Regions from separate parts of the Mus musculus genome. Here all the other regions are linked to region 3. A link is a contact called in public promoter capture Hi-C data. All regions are on one chromosome and are shown on one strand. The core of a region is the stretch at or near the end of the contact, and the rest is flanking DNA. Distances in the headings are between cores, read along the strand shown.

The links. Promoter capture Hi-C pulls out the DNA fragments that hold promoters and counts their contacts.
Region 1: a contact with region 3 is called in a promoter capture Hi-C map of hippocampal neurons, with 4 times the contacts expected there. The contact joins the promoter of D630041G03Rik here to the promoter of Zfp418 in region 3. A contact is called at or near these places in 2 of 39 promoter capture datasets (cranial neural crest and hippocampal neurons).
Region 2: a promoter capture Hi-C map of liver shows a contact between it and region 3, with 2.4 times the contacts expected there. The contact joins the promoter of Zfp628 here to the promoter of Zfp418 in region 3. A contact is called at or near these places in 3 of 39 promoter capture datasets (cranial neural crest, hippocampal neurons and liver).
Region 4: a promoter capture Hi-C map of liver shows a contact between it and region 3, with 2.3 times the contacts expected there. The contact joins the promoter of Kmt5c here to the promoter of Zfp418 in region 3. A contact is called at or near these places in 2 of 39 promoter capture datasets (liver and pre-B cells).

Annotation. Positions count from the first base shown.
Region 1 is chr7:4,469,535-4,472,654 of GRCm38.p6, reverse strand. It overlaps D630041G03Rik (RIKEN cDNA D630041G03 gene), which reads left to right and starts at 1,771. Exons shown (of 1, transcript NR_028416.1): 1 at 1,771-3,120. It overlaps Eps8l1 (EPS8-like 1), which reads right to left. Exons shown (of 20, transcript NM_001374622.1): 5 at 2,613-2,774; 6 at 2,223-2,372; 7 at 1,765-1,847; 8 at 1,167-1,428; 9 at 733-859; 10 at 454-542; 11 at 282-356; 12 at 32-180. It also overlaps a transcript of Rdh13 not described here.
Region 2 is chr7:4,913,637-4,916,495 of GRCm38.p6, reverse strand. It overlaps Zfp628 (zinc finger protein 628), which reads right to left and starts at 1,279. Exons shown (of 3, transcript NM_170759.2): 1 at 1,091-1,279.
Region 3 is chr7:7,169,843-7,172,615 of GRCm38.p6, reverse strand. It overlaps Zfp418 (zinc finger protein 418), which reads right to left and starts at 1,263. Exons shown (of 4, transcript NM_146179.2): 1 at 1,058-1,263; 2 at 441-479. The coding sequence starts at 1,084.
Region 4 is chr7:4,738,777-4,741,880 of GRCm38.p6, reverse strand. Kmt5c (lysine methyltransferase 5C) reads right to left here and starts at 1,754. Exons shown (of 9, transcript NM_146177.2): 1 at 1,642-1,754; 2 at 1-101. The coding sequence starts at 9. It overlaps Gm24537 (a small nuclear RNA gene), which reads right to left and starts at 3,049; the gene lies at 2,948-3,049. Gm42369 (a long non-coding RNA gene) reads left to right here and starts at 1,801. Exons shown (of 2, transcript XR_881802.3): 1 at 1,801-2,589; 2 at 2,679-2,891.

The DNA of each region.
Region 1 (3,120 bases), core at 522-3,021, 2.7 Mb after region 3:
CAAACCTCTACACTCTAGTTTCCCCTCTCACCCTGGGCAGGTCCAGGAGTCTCCCAGCGAGGTCCATAGTTCATTTTCACCAGGAGTGACATTGTCGCGGAGCAGAGTCACAGCCTCCAACGTCAAATGCGGTCGTCGCACACTCTTCGCGAACTCAGGGCCGCCTGAAGTGTTCACAATCTACCAGGCCAACAGAAATGAGCATGCCAACAAGACCTTCTTGAAGTCGAATCTTAATCCTTCTAAAGCAGGGGAGCCCTGAGGGCTAAGATGAGCCTCACCATCTGCAGAGGTCCAAACAGAAAGTGCAACAGCTCTGGAGAGGAGGGGTTGGCGATGTTGCCTCGCAACCGGGCCTGGAACGAAAGGAGGTCATTTCTTATTAGTGCACGAATGATGGATGGGTCAAAGTGCCCTCACTCCATCGACGCCCAGCAATGGATGCATCCTCACCAGCAGACTGAAGGCGTATTTGATTTTCTGAAGCACGTCGGTGTACTCAGCCTCAGTGGGTGGCTTGGCCCTCAGTGTCAGCAGACCCTCTGTGCGGAGAGAGCAGGTGAGGTTGTGGGGACACCAAGAAAGCATTAGACAACAATTCCAAAGGTGTAAACACCCAAACGGGTGGCCTTAGGAAGTCAGACCTGGCTGGTGGTGGGAGACCCCAGGGGGAGAGGATATTTGGACATCACTCAGGAAGGTGTGTTCTCGGTCCATGTGGAAGCCCCTTACCTCCCGCAGCTCGGCGTCGTGTCCTGCGGCCTCTCTCGCGGTGCTCCAAAACCCGGGTAGCCTCTGCTGATTTTTGCAGTCTGGATACAAAACTCTCCACGTCGTCAAACACGTGGTTCAGAATATCCTACCATAAGCAAGAGAGGTAAGAGTGGTGCTCCTGAGTCTCAGACTCTGGTCTAGGTCCAGGGCTCCAATCTGAACTCCTGGACACACCCCCTACGTCAGGCCATGCCCATAACTGGAGCAGTGGGTGGTCTATATCAAAGACTCTAGCCATACTTCTAGAATTAACTCCCATCCCCGACCCAGCATCTTGTCAGCTAGTCACACCTAGACGTGCCACGTTCCTGAATCTCGTTCCCCACTCCAAGACTGACTTGATTGTCAAGGAAATCTTTTTCTCCTAGCTGGTGCCTCTCACTCAAGCTCACCACATCCCGCTCTGCCTGCAGACCCGCCAGCTCAGGTCCTCTTGGGCCCAAGTCTGGGGAGGTAGGGTCAGCACTGCTAGTCGTGCGAGCTTGGTCGGGTTTCCTTGCTTCCTCAGTCTCTGGAATTGACTCCACTTGGGGTCGCCCGCGGACTGCGGATGGTTCCACGGTGTTGATCACCAGGCGGACAGACGGGCGACGCTGTAAGGGCGGGGTCTCCGCTGCTGGAGAGGCGCCGCGTCGCAGCTCCTCCTGCGTCGCCCTGAGTTAAGAAAAAGGGGAGACCGAGGCTGGGGCAACCGATGGGATCAGGAAGGGGGGGGGGCGGTCAAACGAAGGCTGGGCATTTCATAATGAGAAACTGGATACGAAGATGGAGAAACCAAAGACCAAGACAGGCTAAAGTAGAAGACTGGAGCGGAGCGGTCACCTTGTCTGGGAGGTACAGGTAAGACCTGGCCAAGGCTAATTTGTGACCACATTCAACACTCTAGGCTGTTCGTACCAAGCTCATTTCTTAGCTGAGGAGAGTGAGGTCCATAGATGGGAGAATTTTTTTTTTCAGTGCGCTCTGCATCTGCTTCCCCCTTCTCCTCACCTGAGCGCTGCTGCCCTGCGTTCTCCACGTCCGGAGCGGTAGTTCTGCAGAGCCCCTTGGATGTCCTCACGGATCAGCTCCGCCTGTCAATCATACTTTAAGATCTCCCCTCTTACGCCCCACCCATTGCCTGCCCAGGACTCTTTCTTGTTCTCAGCGCTTTGCCTCCGACTGTCTTGGACAAACCCCATGGACCCCATCTTGGTTCTGCCTGCCTGCCTGCCTGCTTCCAACCATCTTTTTTATGTTTTTCTCAAAGCCTTTGTTCTGCATCTTCTTCCCATCGTCACATTCAGTCATGGTCTAGAGTTCATTCAACCTGTCCTCAATTCTGGTTCCCTCTCAGACCTGCTTTCCTAGGCTATGTCCCCGTTTGCCAAGGCCCCGCCCCAAACATGGAAGCCCCGCCTCTGATTCTCTACTAGAAAAAAAAGCCACCCGGAGCCACGCCCACTCACTCCGAGGAGCAGGCCCTGGAAGAAATGAACATCCGGCTGTGCACGCTCTGGCTCCTGGCACACCAGGAGCAGCAATGAACGGCTCCGTCCTCGGGGCATCACCGCGTCGCAGCGTACGATGGCATCGAGAGGATATGACTCTAGTTCTTCCTGCAGGACGGGGTCGCAGGGTAAACGGAGGCACAGATTCCTATGACTGCTAGAGCAGTGTCCAGGACTTGGGGCAAGGCAACCGAAAGAGTTCAGGGGCCTAGAAATAACACCCTGTTTAATAACCTAGGCTTCAAAGGATAGCTTGCCAAAGTTCCCAGGGGAAGGACGCTTCGGAGCCAAGATTCACCCTCAGATCTCAGCCCCATTTCTCTCTTCCACCCAATTGCTCTCTGGCACCTTGGAGACTGGATCAAGCAGAGTGACTTGACTAGGTGACACTCTCAGTAGCATCTCCTGTGCCCAGACACGCCCCTGGCTGTCCATGACTGCCAGCTTTCTGGAAGCATCTTCCACAGTGTGCACGCCATCTTCTTCCCCCAAGCAGAAGGTGACCAGGTGCTGGCAGGAGACAGAGTAGGTAGCTGAGTCCCAGGCTATGCCAAGCTGTTGCTGAGCTTCTAGAGGGAGCTCCTGTTCAGCCTAGCCATACTTCCCCAGAATGCTTTCCTCAGACCCTTTGAATCCAGACCTCAGTCTCCCTCCCTCAGACCCTTCAGCTCCTTCAGTGGCCAGCACTGATTAGATTTCCTTCCAATTAGGACATCTTCAAACCAAGATTGGAGGCTTCTCAAGGGCAACAAATAATAAGGATTGAACTCTTGTAAGTGCCTCCTCTGCTTTGCATTATGACATCCACACCCTCTCCTGGACCATGGAACCGTGGCCGATTTGGTCCTGCATCCTG
Region 2 (2,859 bases), core at 30-2,529, 2.3 Mb after region 3:
TGTCTAATAAATGGATGGGTGTTCATCAGGATTCCTGACTCAATAGGATGGATGCCACTGGTAACAAAACACAGTGCCAGCTTGACCCTTCCCTAGTAAATCCTGAAGTCAGTACTGCAGTGACAGTACCCCAGGACAGTCCCATCAACATATAAGTCTCTTACTGCTTGTTCTACTCTGTCAATGTTCACATCATCCAAACAGAGAACCTCTGCTTCGTTCGATCGATCGTTCTCTGATGCATCCATCACCCACCAAAACATCAGGAGAGAGCATGCTCAGTAAAGACAGTCTGAGTGAAGAGAGGGAGGCACCCCCTTTTGACAGGTTATAAAGGATTTCTTTTTCAAAGGGCAATAGGCTATGAAGGATTGTTTTTTTAAAGGGCTGTTGTTCCTTTTGGCGTGTAGGTGACAAATGAGGTTCAGAAACTGTCTGTGCCTCTGAGGCCATATCTTTTAACACAAGAGGCCCAACGGAACAGGGACCCATCTTAGCAGTGAGAGTGCCCTTTAAGCGTCTGGGCTTTACGAGGAAGCTCTTGGGGTTTGGGATGTAGCTCGGTTATTAAGGGTTAATGACTGGCATGCACAAAGCTCTGGGTTCTTGTCACAGTACACCATAGAACTGGGCGTGGTGGCACAGGCAGGCCTGTAATCCCAGCGCGCAGATGAAGGCAGCAGGATCGTAAATTTAAGGTCATTGTCAGCTATACAGTGAGTCTGACGGCATCCTAAGCTACATGAGGTTTTATCTGGGAGGGAAAAAAGATCTCTTTGTTCAGATAGTCTAGGGACCAGCAGAATTATGAAACTTTTCCTTCAATGTTTGGGAAACTATCACCCGCTTTTAAGGAAATAACCCCCTTTTAGGAGAAAGGGGAGAAGGGAAAGGGCAGGAAGCTTTGCAAAAATGCAGCTAAACACACTGTCCTTACCCCTTTAAGAGGGCGGAGCCGGCCTAACAGATTAAATATCGGAGGCGAAATAGCGACCTTCCCTTTAAGGTACCCCTTCCGGTTTCCCGCTCGCCGTTCTCCAAACGACTCCGCCCTCCGGCCCTTCCCCCACCGCGCCCTCCGGTCTCTCACCTGTGGCCCCGGTCGGGGAGGGGGATCAAGGAGAACCCCAGGGCCTTCCCGCGGGGGCTGACGGGAAGCGGGGCCCGGCACAGCGCTGCGGGACCCGCGGCCCGGGAGGGGGCGGGGGCGCGCTCCCTCCCCACGGCCCCCGGCGCGAGGCACTCAACCTTTATCGGCGGCCTCTCGCGCACACAAACCCCGCCGCCGCCGCCTTCGTGCGTCATGACGCAACGCGCCAAGCCCGGCCCGGCCCCACCCACTGCTGGGGTTCGCCAGATGCAGAATCCCGGGGGTCCAAGCCTCAGGCCCGTGGTGTACACGCAGACCCTGTTCCCTCGTGCTGGGAAGGAAACTGAGGCACTCAACCTTCCTGCATGGCCTGGGATGGCCTGGGTCTCGGGAGTCTGAGTTGCCCCTACAAGCCTGCTTTTTTTCCCCTGCCTGCTGGTATCTGGGGCCAAGCTTGCTTTCTGAGCCTGTGCTGAGACTTTCGGATAGATTATTTTTGTTGTCTTAATTGTTTTTTGTTTTTGTTTTTTACTTTTTGAGACAATGGGCTCTTGTAGGCTCATGTAGCACGGGCTGGCCTTGAATTTTTTTTTTTTTTTCCGAGACAGTCCTGGAACTCTGTAGACCAGGCTGGACTCGAATTCAGAAATCCTCCTGCCTCTGCCTCCCAAGTGCTGGGATTAAAGGTGTGCGCCACCACTGCCCGGCTGCCTTTTTCTTAAGATCTATTTATTTTTACCTTCTCTGTATATGTGAGTTCCCACATGCATGTCTGTGCACCCCATGTGTGCCTGGTGCCTGAGGAAGCCAAAACAGAGTGTCAGATCCTTTGGAGCTAGAGTTACAGGGCAGTTGTGAACTGTCTGGTGTGGTCCCAAGGAACCGAAGCCCAGTCCTCTGTAAAACTAGCAGTTGTTCTTAACTACAAAGCTATCACCCCAGCCCTAACTTAGAGGGCTGGTGAGATGGCTCAGACTGATGGTACTGATGCTCGCTGCCCAGTGAAGCCATAGAGGAGTCTTAATCCAGCAACATGGCTATTGTGGCTGGAACACAGATATGACCTTAGTACACACCTTTAATTCCAGGAGACAGAGGCAAGCAGATCTCTTTGAGTCCAAGGCCAGCCTGGAATAGAGCAAGTTTCAGGTAAGGAAAAGCTTAGGACCAGGTTTGGTGGTGCATGCCTTTAATCCCAGCACTCAGGAGATAGAGGCATGTAGATCTCTGAGTTCTAGGCAACCAGTTCAGTTGAATCAGTGAGTTGAGAGGCTATGCAGAGGAGTTCAGAGGTAGTTTTCATAGAGATGGTTTTATAGAGACAAGTTGCAGGTGAAGACACAATGAGCCAGAGAATAAAAAGAAGCCAAATTAGAACAGATTTCTAGAGTTAGTTTGAGGTCAAGCAGAGCAATTCAGTCAGAAGCTGAGAGAATCAGTCACTTTGGAGAGGTGTTTAGGCCAGAGAAGCTGAGTTGAACCAGCCAGCCAGAATTCAGAAAGAGCTAGAAAGGGTGAGTTTATTCAACAGTAGACATCAGAGATGGCAATTACATCTGGAAAATAGCAATTACATTTACAACATGGATATGGTGAAAGGTGAGAACAAACTCCCACAAGTTGTCCTCCAATCAGCATCTATGCTGTGTGGCAAATACATGCATGCCCATACACACAAAATAAGTGGCTGAATGTAATTTACATTTTTTCATTTTATGTATGAGAGAGAGAGAGATCCAGAGAACCCGCCTTTGATTTCTAGAATCCAC
Region 3 (2,773 bases), core at 14-2,513:
GTTTTGAAATCTCAGTCTCCCTCTTTTTGTATTTATTTATTTATTTATTTATTTATTTATTTATTTATTTATTTTCTCCCAGTATGCATATGTATGTGAGTGTACAAGTAGAAAAGCAGGGCACAATTTTCAGGAATCAGTTCTCTCCCTTTATCATGTAGGTTCTGGGGACTGACTTAAGTACTCAGGCTTGGTAGCAAGTGCCTTTACCAACTGAGCTATCTTATCAATCACTCATTCTTTCTTAGGGTCTCACCATGTATCCCAGGCTGGCTTTGAACGTGCCTTGGTCCTCTCTAGTGTTCAGACTCCAGGGATATGCCTCCATGCTAAATGTTACATTCCATTCTTAAGAACCCCCACAAAAATGAATTCCACTACCAACGTGAGGCAAGAAGTGTGGCCACACTGGTGAACTTACTAGAACACCCCACACTCACCTGTATACAGACCATACCCTTTTCTGTAGATCTGGGAACCTGTGGGAAGAAAGTTGTAAGAATCAAAGACCATGGTAAGTTTTCATGGACCTGGACCCCTGTCCAGTCCTGAATCTTCATAACCTTTTATATCTAAATTATCTCTAAACTATGCATAGTGCTGAGTCATAGCAGCTGCGGGATGTTGCACAAAGCTTTATTCTCCTGAGGGCTCCATATTATTCTCTTCCAGCCCGCTCTAACTCTGTGCAGCTTTTGGAATATTTTGAATAACCTCTAGCTACATTTATCTTCCATTCAGTCCCGCTGGCTCCTCCGTAGTGAGGGCATAGTTAATGCACCTCACCTTGCCGTTTTTTTAGGCTGGAATGCTCCCGGTTAAAGTGGCCAAACGTGATACTGCCCACACAAATCAGTCAATCACTCTTCTCTTGGTCCCACTCTTCCATGCCTCATCAGACTAGTTACGAGAAATGCGGATCCCATCCACGAGCTTGGCACTGTTCTGGACACAGGGATTAAGTTTTTCATAAGGATGTGAGCTGAGCGGGAGTCCTCAAGGGGCTCTAGGACTCAAAGTATCTAGGGAGAGGGAGCGCCTAGTATGTGGCACTTACCTGAGCCAGGTGCTTCAGCGCCGCCATCCGGCTCTGTAGAGTACGCAGGGGCCGGTGCACGGCCGCCGCGGCTGATGATGGTCTGCTTGGCCGACACCCAGTGCCTGTTCGCTCTCGTACCTTTAGTCTAACTTGCTGATTTTAAAGCTCAGAATCCTCCAAATACCAACCCATGGACAGTTAAACCAAAGACAGGACAAAATGCAGGAAGTACCGCCCAATGTCTGTCGACCTTCCCAGGCAGAAACTGCCCTCTTTGGCTCAGCAGTTTGCTACTCTGCTCTTGGCATTGTGGGTAATGTAGTTCCTACTGCTCAGGCTTGAACCAACAGCAGCCCATAATCCATCCTCACAATGATCTTAATTTGTTTCAGAATATTTCTGCAGTAAAGGAAGAGTGGGGATTTTATTTGGGATTTTATTTGGGGGAACCTATATGTATTTATAAAGGAAAACACTCCAGATGCAATGCTGACACATCTCTGACCATGCTTAGTGAAGAAATATGTTGCTACTTATGGAAAGATATTCGACACACTGTAGCATGTTTTAAATAGAGATAATTTAGCCCAAATTTTGAAAGTTAAAACAGCAGACAGGAAAAACTTTTCGAGCCTCTCTTGAGAGGTTTTGTAAGCCACTCTGCATTTAGAATGAGTGAGTTAAATATAGAGTAAGCCAAATTGAAGAATAAATATGAAGAAAGAAATACCAAAACATCTAGTTGGGAGAAAATATCCAGCAAAAACCAAACAAGGCAGCCATCTGTGAGTCCTAATGGGGGAGATCCCCCGCAGAACAATGTCCTATCAGGTAACTTCAGGAAAGAACAAGGAGCACCATAAAGGGACAACATCATCCAATCAGGTATTCACAGCACTAGCAGAAGCTAACAGGGTGGGGAGGGCAAGGTGAGGCAATGACGGAGTTCCTGACTGAGCTTTCTCCCCAGGCATGAGCTTCCTATGGCTGAATTGTTCTTTTTCAATACAATAACTTATTAATGTATTATTTGTTTCTTTGTTTTAAGACAAGGCATCACTTCATAAGCCTGGCTGGCCTGGAACTCACTATGTAAACTACGCTGTTCCCTAACTCATAGGGATCCTCCTGTCTCTGGAGTGCTGGAATTAAAGGCATGGGCCATCACTCTGGGCACATTACAGAGATTTTTATATCCTAGGAGAAACAGTAGTAAATTTTGTTAGAAATGTTCACTTTATACCTGTTCTGAAGGACACACAATTTAACATTCAGGCTGTTTTGCTTTTCCCTCTGAATGAAAATTAAGACACAATAGCTCCAGGGTATGGTGGAAGAGGAAATTTTTATTGTAGATGTAAGGGAGAGTATAGACTGAGGCATCTAGAAAGATTCAGACAGACCAAGAGAGAGAGAGAATTCAAGGGAAGAAGTGAAGAGAAGAGACAGAGACAGAGACAGAGACAGAGACAGAGACAGAGAAGGGGTAGGGGGTAGGAGCAAGCTGATCAAGAGAGGCAAGAGTAAGCCAAGAGATCCTGTGGCTGAGGAAAGAGAAATTGAGGGAACTTAAGGGAGGTCCCTGGGTTAGCGTAGGGTGCAGAGTGAGAAGTGCCTACAGGAGCAAAAGGTACTGGCTGAGACTAGAGGCCAAGCAGACAATAGTATTCTTATAGCCCCTTGTTTCTCTGGGACTTGACACCCTCTTCATCACAGAACTTGAGAAGGGAGCAG
Region 4 (3,104 bases), core at 505-3,004, 2.4 Mb after region 3:
AGGCCCCATGGTGCTTTAAAAACCATGCTGCTCTGGCACAGAGCATGGATGTGCCGCTCAGGCGCTGCATGGGGTGTCTGTGGGCCCCAGAGCCTGCTTATCTGCAGGAGAGCACGGGGGTAATCAATATTGACTTCATGGGACTCTATGTAAGAATGACACCCAACAGGTACTTTCGAGTGAGGAAACCTTAAGAAAAATAGTCTCCTGTGCAGTAAGTATTTCCTCCCCTCTTGCAAAACAGATGCATGTCCCCCAATCACATACACTACCTTCCCAGGACATGGACACTTTCTCGAATGTCAGCACACACAAAGACCACTTTGCCAAGTGCACATGTAAGAGACAGGTCCCTGTGTACCCAGGCGGAAGGAAGATTAATTAACTGCCTGAGATAACTCCAAAGGCTTAGCATGGCAGGAGGGAGTTGGGATAGCTGGGCTCTCATCAAGGGAAAGGGGAAAAGGAACTCCATAGGAGCTTCTGGCCTGCCTTTGCTGACCCCCTGCTAGGCTGATTCTCCCGTCCTCAGCACCTCCCTCCAAGGTCACCCTCCTCTGGGGAGTGGTCAAAAGGTTGTGGGTGGAGCCCAGGCAGCCATTAGGGGAAGAAGGATCCAGTCCCTAATGCCTCTCCGAGGACTCCAGCAAAAGGGAAGCCCGCCAGAGGACAAAAAACAGGAAGAAGGGAGGAACAGAAAGGAGAGGAGGAACAAGTCAAAACAAAGGGTCGGAGGCAAAGAGGGGAAAAAAATAGATTCAGAAAACCAAATCAAATAAAATGGAGGGCCAGGTTACCCAGTACCCTCACTGTGGTGTGTCTGACAATTCTGCGCTTTGGGAGAGAGCAAGAAGGCAGAGTGTGGCAAGACACACTCCGCCACTCTGGGAGAAAGATCTGGAAAAAAAACGGTCTGGGTTAAATGAAGAGGGTGCTTAGAAAAAAAGCCTGGAAGCTGGGAAAAGACAAAGTGAGGTGTAGGGAGTATGATGTGAAGGGAGAGAAAGGGGAGAGAAAGATGGAGGGAAGTCAGGATTGGCGGGGGTGGGGGGAAGAAGGCACCTGAGGTTGCAAGGGAGGAGCCCACGAAATCCAAAGGGTAGATATGCCTGGGGTCCAAGGGAAGGGCTTAGCGGTTCCAAGCAGGGTTTGAGGGAATCCTGGGGGATTTGAAGTGATGGAAACCTGAAAGATCCTACGGGTTCGAGGAGGGAATTGAGGGCGCTAAGTAGCTAACTAAAGCCTGGGAAGGTTGCAGAAGGGGGCTGGGGAAACAGAGAGTCAGAGGAAGGGCCTCAGAGACCAGGATAGTGAGACAGGAGTCAGGAAGTGCCCTGAGTGTGACAGGGTAGGTAGGTTACGATGCAGGAAAAGGTGGTGGGGATGGGCCCTGGTGGGGCAAGGAGCGACTCCTAAGGTGCAAGGAAAGTCCTGAGAGTGAGAGAGGAGTCTGCATGGGCTCCAAGGGTGCAGGGAAGGGTACGAGTGAGGAGCGCGTAGATCCGCGGGGCTGGAGACTTGGACCGCAAGGTTCGAGGAAGGGCCCGGGGACAGCCGGTTCAGGGGGTGACTGGGAGGCCGGGCGGCGCGGGGCGGGGGCCAAGAGGGGGCTCAGAGGTCGGGCCCCGCGCCGCCCCTCACCCGCTTCTCCTCCTCCTTCTCCTCAGGAACCCGCGTTGCAGCCGCCACCTCCACCCACCGCCTCCTCCGGCTCTCGTCCGACACAGCCGCCGCGCCTCCCCTCGGCCGGCGTAACAAACAGCTTAACCTTCCTTTGGCCCAACCCGCCGTCACTCTTCCGTTGCTATGAAACTCGCGCTGTTCTTATTGGCTGACTCTCATTGCTCTCTTTTTCCCGCCTCTTCTGGCCCCAGTCGGTGCCCTGACAAAACCCCTCCACGCCCACTCTGTCAATAAATCCAGCGAACTACAGCCAATGGCTCGGGTCGCTGTCATTCAGGCGTTGCCATAAAAATCTGTCCCGCCTCTTCTTCTGCACTGTCCCAAATCAGTGCTTTCATTGGCTTAAAGAGCCGTCGCTCCAACAGAAACTCTGTTTGGGTCAGGTTATTCAGGTCCAAGTGAAAAGAGGGAGGGCTCTGTCAGAGACAAACTTCGTATATTATTGGTTGGCCTTGGACAGGACCACGCTTCCATTCGTTAAGGCCTCCGCCCATCACCCTAAATCCGGAGCTCTATTCTCTTTCTTTCAGCTTGAAGTGGGGCAAAATCCCTGAGCGAACCAGGAAGGAAAGAGGTGAATGCACACACGCGCCATCGCGCTCCCGGCCCCAGGAGACCATTGGTTGCCATGGCAACAAAACTTCAGTGCCAACCCTGCTTAGCAAGAAGATCTTTTCTCTTTCCCAGTATTCCTTATCTTTGGAAAATTGTACCTACAAGAACTCTGTGAAGTTTTCTTGTCCTGCCTGTGAACAGTTCAGAAAGAGACGACGCTGAGAAGTTGGGACTTAGAAGACAAGCTCTGATTCATGGGGCACTCCCCTGGGGAAACCCCTTAATTAAGATTACCCACCTCTTCAATCCTGCAAGTATAATTAGCAGGATATCATAATTACGTCCAAACAAGTAAGCTTACTTTTGTTTTTGTCTTTCCTGAGTTATCTATTTGGTGGGTTAGGATAATGCCTACAGCACAGAATGTTTTGTTACTACAGACTGAAGGAACAACCGATTGAAGTGAGATGGGACATTGAAATGGCCCAGTGTGTAAAAGCACCTGCCCACAAGTCTCATAGCCAGGATCCGCATAATGGAAAGAAAGCACCGACTCCTGAAGGTTGTCCTTGACCTCCACATTCATGCCAAGGCGCGCGCGCGCGCGCGCGCACGCACACACACACACACACACACACACACACACACACAATTGATTAAATCATAGTAGCTTCTCTTTTGAGACATGAGCTTTGACTGTCCTAGAACTCACCATGTAGATCAGGCATGAATTTGCTCGTCATCCTTGCACAGGAGCCATGCAAATCTTCACTGTATCGCTGCAATTTTAGTATATGTGCTGCTGCAACATTTTGTTTTTAAGGAGGCTGAAGTTTTGCACCGTTCTGTGATCTTGGGGTTTTGCC